Regions from separate parts of the Mustela erminea genome. Here region 2 is linked to region 1. A link is a contact called in public Hi-C data. All regions are on one chromosome and are shown on one strand. The core of a region is the stretch at or near the end of the contact, and the rest is flanking DNA. Distances in the headings are between cores, read along the strand shown. Region 1 has its middle 120 kb from the start of KLF4. Region 2 holds the start of KLF4 (Krueppel-like factor 4).

What was found. Hi-C and Micro-C count contacts between places; a contact is called where the count stands out from the background.
Region 2: a contact with region 1 is called in a Hi-C map of fibroblasts, with 4 times the contacts expected there. The contact joins the promoter of KLF4 here to the enhancer-like site in region 1. A contact is called at or near these places in 2 of 3 Hi-C or Micro-C datasets (fibroblasts and skeletal muscle).

What each region holds. Positions count from the first base shown.
Region 1 is chr12:24,647,325-24,651,430 of mMusErm1.Pri, forward strand. No RefSeq gene overlaps it. Among named protein-coding and RNA genes, the nearest start is that of KLF4, 120 kb to the right of the region's middle. Within about 2 kb of position 1,302, the one cell type or tissue checked has open chromatin away from gene starts, as enhancers often do. A contact at or near this core is called in fibroblasts, where this site is marked.
Region 2 is chr12:24,767,300-24,771,415 of mMusErm1.Pri, forward strand. It overlaps KLF4 (Krueppel-like factor 4), which reads left to right and starts at 1,590. Exons shown (of 4, transcript XM_032306958.1): 1 at 1,590-2,067; 2 at 2,180-2,300; 3 at 2,958-4,116. The coding sequence starts at 2,063.

The sequences.
Region 1 (4,106 bases), core at 52-2,551:
TTAATCCTGGCAAACACCAGAAGAGAAAGCCATAGAGGCTGCACCTTTAGTGTTACTGAACAGATGAGACTTGGCCTCCAACTTAAAGACACAGGAAGGTTCCAAGTGGACCTGGCAAGAGACCCTGTTCACTGGCTTTAGCTATGCTGCCCTGGGACTGGGAAAGCACAGGGGAGAGTAAGGGGTGGATGGGTGGCATGCGTGCGTGTGTGTGTGTGTGTGTGTGTGTGTGTGTACACGCTGTGTGTGTCTTCTTCTTAATGTCTATCATCCCATGAAAAGAAAGTGAGGTCCCAGAAGTGGGTTATTCACAGGGTGGCTGAGTGACAATTTACTGGGGAATCTACATTCTGCTCCGAAACTGCCAGATTTTTGCAAGGATTTAATCCCATTTTCTTGGTGAATTTGTCCTTAATAAATGCGCCTGTGTATTCCCAGCCTTTGCACATGTTTGTGCCTTATTGCCGCGTATAGGGCTAACCCAGAAAAGGGTGTCCAGGCGAGAACTGAGAAGAGAAAGAGCAAACTCAGAGGGCAGGGGACAACCAGTGTCATTTGCCCCTGTGGGGGGTGTGGGGCGTTGAGTCTGGTTTCGTGTTTCAAAGTAAGGGAAAGATTTAAAAGGACCAGGTATGTTAGAAATGCAAGTCATTTGATATGGACTCTCTTTTTCTTTCTAATAGAGAAGGGAGAGGATATAAAAGAGAAAAAGAGAAAGAGAAGGAAGAAGAGTAAGAAGGAAGGACAAGGAGAGGAGGGGAGTCAGAGACAGGGAGAGGAAGAGGGGACAGCCAGCGCCGGCCAGGCAAGCGCCAGCCTGGAGTCCGGCGAAATCCGGCTTCCTACCCAGAGAGCGCCGAGCGCCTTTCCGCAAGCGGCCGCGGGCTCGGAGCTTTTAAGGGTTTCTAATCCTGGAAGGCTGTCTGACATCACCCCGTTTCTTGTCTGCTGATGTTTCGTACAAGCCTCTCATTTCCTCAGTGTTTTCGGAGCCACCAATTACTGCAACAATCTCATGTTTATGTTTTCTCTCTCCTGCCTCTCTGGCCCTCGGCCTGGAGCCTGTGCTGCTCCCGACGCACGGAGCCCAACGGGGCTGGGTGGGGGGAGCGGGTGGGGGGCCTGGATCGGGCATCGCAGAAAAAGGGAGGGGTCCCCCTTAATTTTTTTTCATTGACTTCAGCACCATGTGATCAGGAAGTCTGGCCTCCCTCCATTTCCCCTCCCGACTAAAGGGAAACATTGTGTAGCAGCCGCCGCAGCCACTGGTGGGATGGCCTTCGCCGCCTGACGTAGGGAGATAAAAATAACCGGCATATTTAAGGCCGGAGCAGGAATCCCGGCGCTCACACGCGGCCTGGTCAGTTCCCGAGGCCGGCTGGCGGCGCGCTCCTGAGTGCACAGGGGCCAGGGCCAGTGCCAGCACCAGCGACCTTGGGCCCCGGGGCCCAGCACCCAGGCCCTCCGATCCTCCCGGAGCCTCACAGAGGGCCAGGCCAGGCTGGTCGCCGGCGGCCTGGCTGCAGCGCGCCGGCCGGGCCTGGGTTCTGCGTTCTGCCTCGCTGGAGATGGGGAGGAAGTTATGTGTCGGCAGACGGAGGGTGGCCCGGAGCCTGGTGCCAGGCAGGGAGTTAGGCACACACCAAAATGCCGCCACAAAAAGCTGCCACCAGCAAGGCCCCCAGTCTCCACACCACTGTACATAGCGGCAAGCACACACTCAAATCAAGTCTCCCCTGTCCATACCCTTTATTCCCTGGAATTAACAGCGCATTGCAAAGATCTGCAAACTAGAAACAAGAATTAGCTCATCAAAGAAAATGGGGGAAAATCCTCGCAAATATCTGGCAATTTCAGAGAGAATATAGATTTCCCAAGTAGCATGCTGCCCAGCCGCCTACAGGTTTCCTGGGAGCCCCTGACCACTGCCACCACCTCTGACCTATGAAGGGACCCAGAACATAGAAAAGGAGGAAGTCTCCCTGTCCCCTGGATAAGTGCACATCCCTGGTCTCGGGAACACACCATGATGAACGGCACTTTACCCTGGACAGTACTAACTGGTTTCCATTTTCTTGCTCGCTCTTAAACCTCAAACTGCACCACACTGTAGTTCTATTAGTCTAGCTTTACAGACAGGGAAACTGAGGCTCACAAAGATGAAATGATTGCCCAAGCCCACACTTGAGCAATGTTCTCCACCACATCAGTTGCCTCCCTTGACTGCATTTACATGGCCACGTTGATTTATCATTCTGGAAACCACCTTCCTTCTGTTCCTCCTACTCCCTCAAAATTAATACCAAGCAAAAACAGTGATGGTGAGCTTTCTGCTGACCTGTGAAATCACAATTTTGCCCTTGCTCTGGACCACAAAGAAGTTTTTATTTCCAATTAATAATGGGAAATCTCCGAGCCTTCTGATGTTTAGAGTAACAAGATATTTCAAAATTTCTGGCAGAGCTTTTCACCTAAAAGCCAGATGTGCTGACGAAAAATGAATCAACACTCACCCCTAATTTTTTTGGCATTACAGAGATAACAAATAGCTATTTTTCTGGGTTGGAAGAGGCAAAGGACTTCCATTTAGAGAGATTCAGGAATTTAACCACCCATGTGGAGACCCCAGGGTCTGGTATAGTCACGGCTAAATCCCCACCCAGCACAGTGCCTGACATGGGAAATGCTCAACACGTAACTGTCAGAGAGAATGAACAATGGGTGGTGGGAAAGCGAGGGGCAACACTCAGTGGCCCATCCAGGTGACAGGAACTGCTCACACGTTTAGGGATTATAGAAACATGATGACATTTAGTCTTTACAGCAGTACCAGCCCCCGGAGGTAGGCATCACCAAGACCACTGCCTTGCACAGAGGGAAACTACCGCACAGAGAGTTACCCTCCCAAAGTAACACAGTCTAGGAGGTACCAGCATCAGAATTTGAACCCAGGCAGTCTGACCCCAAAAGCCACGCCCTTAGCAGGCTAATCCAAGGACGTGCCCCAATGAGACATCAGAGAAAGGAACCCACCATTTACTAAGCATTCCCTCCAACTCAGGTTCCATGCTTGCTACTGGAAAGGTGGATCAGACACCTTCAGGCTCCAGATCCTCACGCAGGTGAGTCAGGAAGCAGGACTGCACTCACTGGAGGCTCCCTGAGGGCAGCCTCAGATCTCCTTCATCTCTGTATTCCCATCTTTCCCAACATCTCCTCGCACAAACGTGTGTTGAACTGTTCCTCCTGAAGCCTTCTTTGACCACTGCCAGCCTGGTATATCCCGCTCTCCTCCCAACCCTCCCACGGACACCGCACATGACTACACGTGACTGCATTAGAGCGCCAGTCACACACTGCTTACCTGCCTGCTCCGTCTGGGGGCTGGGAGTGCCTTGAAGACAGTCAAGATCTGGTTCATCTCTGTACTTCCACTGAGGACTGGGGGCATGATGGCTGCTCGCAAATGTTTACTAAATAGGCAATGAGGTTTACTAAATAGGCAATGAGGGGCGCCTGGGTGGCTCAGTGGGTTAAAGCCTCTGCCTTCCGCTCAGGTCATGATCTCAGGGTCCTGGGATCGAGTCCCACATCGGGCTCTCTGCTCAGGAGGGAGCCTGCTTCCCCCTCTCTCTGCCTGCCTCTCTACCTATTTGTGCTCTCTTGTCTGTCAAATAAATAAATAAAATCTTTTTTTAAAAAAATAGTCAATGAATGTGTATTGGACCTCCACTAGCCTCCCCACCGGTACAGGCCCCCTATCACCACCAGTCCTGATTCTGTCTATCTCAACACCCATTCTGTTGCCTCTAGAATGTGTTTCCTTTCCCTTTCCTATAAATTCAGGAGCCCAGGAGCCACATCTATTTCCCTACCATAGCATACCCAGCATCTATTAAAGTGCAACACACATTGCAGGCCCTCAAAAAACACTTGTAAATTAAGTGAGGAAATGACTGAATGAATCAATTGATCATCAACCAACACAGCTAAGAACAATTCTTACCTTTTCCATGTACAATAAGTTTTTCTAAAGTCAATCACAAGTGAGCAAAACCACTTGAAATAATGTCACAACCCAGACTGTCTTCACAAAGTAAGTGCTT
Region 2 (4,116 bases), core at 340-2,839, 120 kb after region 1:
TAGAGAGCTCTGTGAAAGTAAGCGAATACTCCGCCCCGTGTTGGGGCTTCGACCCTTTTCCTCCTCCCCTTGTCTTTCCCGGGATCGACAGCGTTTACTGGTGAGGCGGCTCCGTGGAGAGGGCGGGTGGAGCCCGGCTCTGCGCGCCTCAATCCAAACCAAACACTTCGCAAGCCTACGTTTAACAGGCGATACCGAACACCACACTCACGTTCGGGGGGGGGGGCAGTTTGCAGAGATGAGGGCGAAAACATTTCCCGGCTGGAAAATTACTGATCACTAACTAAGGCGACTGTGGGGGTGGGGAGGCAACGTTATAAGGCTGAAATAACGATCGCCGTTTCCTCTTCTCTTCCCGGTGGGCAGGAACGGCTGCCGCGAGCTCGTTGTGCCCTTTTCGGGAACCGGGGTCCCCCCGCACCGCTCCACTTCCTGACACGTGGCCACTTTCCAGCTAAGCGCCTCTCGGTGGGCTTGACCGTTCGGAACCTGAGCCAAGGGAGAGAACTCCCCGTCCGACCTTTACCTCGCCGTTTCACCTCTTTATGACTCAGTTTGCCCATCCATAAAGTGGAACGGAGGGTGCGGGCTTGCGCCCTTGAGATTCTCGGGTGGAAAGGTGTCTGCGCCTCACGGCCCCTATGCCTTCTCCACCCCACAATCAATATTAAGCCCTTTCACTCCCTTTCTGGCTCCCCGAAATATCAAAACCATAACTCCGCTTCCCGCTCCAACCTCTTTCCACCCTTTCAGGCCTTTTCTGGCTCCCAGTTCCGTCACAGTGCTGGGCACCCACCTTTCCTTGCCTCCCACCCCCATGCCACCCGGCCGGAGAACCTACGAAAAACCCCGCGAAGCCAAGCCAAGAGCCCGCACTGGCACTCCGAGACCAGCGCCCGGCTGCTGCGTGTGCCGGGGAGGGACGGAAAGCTCAGTGAGTCACGCGGATAATCGCGCTTTCCTCTAGCGCCCAGAGTGCGCCGCAAGCACGGACCCGAGCGGGGGTGGGGGAGCGGAACCGACCCCTCAACCCCTACCAGACTCCTCCGCCACGGGCTTCGAACCCCCGGAGCGGACCACCGCGACGCAGACGGCCCCGGTCGCAGAGCGACCGGACGTGCGCTCAGTACGCACCGCCCCGCACCGGGACAGCCGCCGCCGCCGCCGCCGGGGCCGCCACCGCCGGCGTCAGCGCGGCTCCTGCTCGCCAGCTGCCGGGCTGGCGTCACGGCTCGGCCGGGCCCCGCCCGCGCCCCTCCCTCCCCCCCGCCCCCACGTGCGCCGAGTTTGTTTATTTAGCTGCCATGGCAACGCGCGGGGGGGCCGTAGGAGGGAGGGGAGAAGAAAGGGAGGGGGCGGGGCCTGGCGGCGGGCCGCGGCGTACAGCGGGTAGGAGGCGGGGGTAGGGCGGGAGCCGAGAAGTTAAGTAAGGAGCGCGCGGCGGCCGCCGGCAGTTCCCCGGCCCGAGACAGCAAGCGCGGCTGCGGGCGCGCGGGGAGCAGAGGCGGTGGCGGGCGGCGGCGGCACCGGGAGCCGCCAAGTGCCCCTCCCCGCCCCTCCGGCCCCCCACCCACCCACCCGCCCGCGGCCAGCGCCCATGGCCGCGCGCGCCCCGCGCAGTCCCCCGGACTCCGCACACCGCGCCGCCGCCCAGTCCGCAGATCCGCGCCGCTGCGGCCAGTCTCACCTGGCGGCGCCGCCCGCCCGCCAACCCGGCCACAGCCCCAGCGCCCACGGCGACAGCCGCGGCGACCGCGACAGTGGTGGAGGACGCTGCTGAGTTGAAGAGCGCAGTTCGGCCACCGGACCTACTTACCGCCTTGCGCTTTGCTCATCGTCTGTTTTTACGAGTTTACAACTTTTAAGAACTCTCGTGTACAAAGGAACTTTTCTTAAAAAGGCATCTCCCGTTTATATTTAATCCAAAGAAGGATTTCGGGCAATTTTGGGCTTTTGGTTTTGGCTTCGTTTCTAAGTTTTTTTTTTTTTTTTCCTCCTAATTTTGGGGTTTGGGTACCCCCACTGCTTTGAACTCCCGAGGACCTTCTGGGCCCCCACATTAATGAGGTAGGTGTAGCGTGGGGCGCGGAGTGGGGGGTGGTGAAGTCCGGTGGGACGCGCCGGAGCGGCGGTCGAGAGTGGCCCCCTGACTCCTGCCTCTGCCCCGCCCGGCCCGCAGGCAGCCACCTGGCGAGTCTGACATGGCTGTCAGCGACGCACTGCTCCCGTCCTTCTCGACGTTCGCGTCCGGCCCCGCGGGAAGGGAGAAGACACTGCGTCCGGCAGGTGCCCCGAATAACGTGAGTACTGTCCGGAGAGGTCGGCAGCGTCCAGTGGCCTTATGTGGGTGGGGTAGGGACGGGCGGAGCCCAGGGGTCTTCGAGACCCATCCGGCGGAGGGAAGGAGTGGCCCCGCAGTCGTCTTACGATGGTTTCCGTGTCTGTAGCTCGGTTGTACATGCGTGTGGTCCGGACGCTGGGGAGCCGCCGGGGGCGCACACCCGGTGCACACGTCTTGTAACTCGCAGGCTGCAGGGCTGGCGCGGGGGCCACCCGGCGGGAGGTTGGATGGGTCCCTGGACACTGGCTTGGGCCGGAGTGAGCTTGGCGCGTAGGCGTACCCGTGGCGAGGGCGCATAGGGAGATCCTCGGTGTCCCAATTCCAAGGGTGGCTGGAGCGTCCCTGGGATCTGGCTGGGGAAGCACCGGAGCTGCCCAGCCGCGGCGCCTGCTCTCACGCAATCGGGCAGACACCGTATTCTCCAAACCGACGCACCGCGCCTCTCCGGCCCGGGGATGGGCCGAGATCGCAGCACTGGCACCTGGAGCCTGCCGGCGCTTCGTGTCTTTCTCGTCCCGGTGCCTGGGCGGTATAGGCGCGGGCAGGGTCGCCAGTACGTGGTATGGCAGCAGGAGACCAGTACCGACGGTTTCTCTCCCCCGTCCTATACCCGCAGCGCTGGCGGGAGGAGCTCTCCCACATGAAGCGACTTCCCCCCGTGCTTCCCGGCCGCCCCTACGACCTGGCGGCGGCGACCGTGGCCACCGACCTGGAAAGCGGCGGAGTCGGCGCGGCCTGTGGCGGCACCAATCCTGCTCTCCTACCTCGGAGGGAGACGGAGGAGTTCAACGATCTCTTGGACCTGGACTTTATCCTCTCCAATTCGCTGTCCCATCCGGAGTCAGTGGCCGCCACCGTGTCCTCGTCGGCGTCAGCGTCGTCATCGTCCTCCCCATCGAGCAGCGGTCCTGCCAGCGCGCCCTCCACCTGCAGCTTCAGTTATCCGATCCGGCCCGGAGGGGACCCGGGCGTGACGCCGGGCAGCACTGGCGGCGGCGGTCTCCTCTATGGCCGGGAGTCTGTGCCGCCTCCCACAGCTCCCTTCAACCTGGCGGACATCAACGACGTGAGCCCCTCGGGCGGCTTCGTAGCTGAGCTCCTTCGGCCCGAATTGGACCCAGTGTACATCCCGCCGCAGCAGCCGCAGCCGCCAGGTGGCGGGCTGATGGGCAAGTTTGTGTTGAAGGCGTCGCTGAGTGCCCCTGGCAGCGAGTACGGCAGCCCGTCGGTCATCAGTGTTAGCAAAGGCAGCCCGGATGGCAGCCACCCCGTCGTGGTGGCGCCCTACAGCGGCGGGCCTCCGCGCATGTGCCCCAAAATAAAGCAGGAGGCAGTCTCGTCGTGCACGGTCGGTCGGCCCCTAGAGGCCCACTTGGGCACTGGACCCCCTCTCAGTAATGGCCACCGACCACCAGGACACGACTTCCCTTTGGGGCGGCAGCTCCCCAACAGGACTACCCCCACCCTGGGTGCCGAGGAACTGCTGAGCAGCAGGGACTGTCATCCTGCCCTATCGCTCCCCCCGGGGTTTCATCCCCACCCGGGACCCAACTACCCACCCTTTTTGCCAGACCAGATGCAGCCACAGGTCCCACCGCTGCATTACCAAGGTCAGTCCTGGGGATTCATAGCTCGGGCTGGGGACGCCTGCCTGTGCCAGCCCTCCGGGGAGCAGGGGATGATGCTGACCCCACCTTCTTCACCCCTAGAGCTCATGCCTCCTGGTTCCTGCATGCCGGAAGAGCCGAAACCAAAGAGGGGGAGAAGATCGTGGC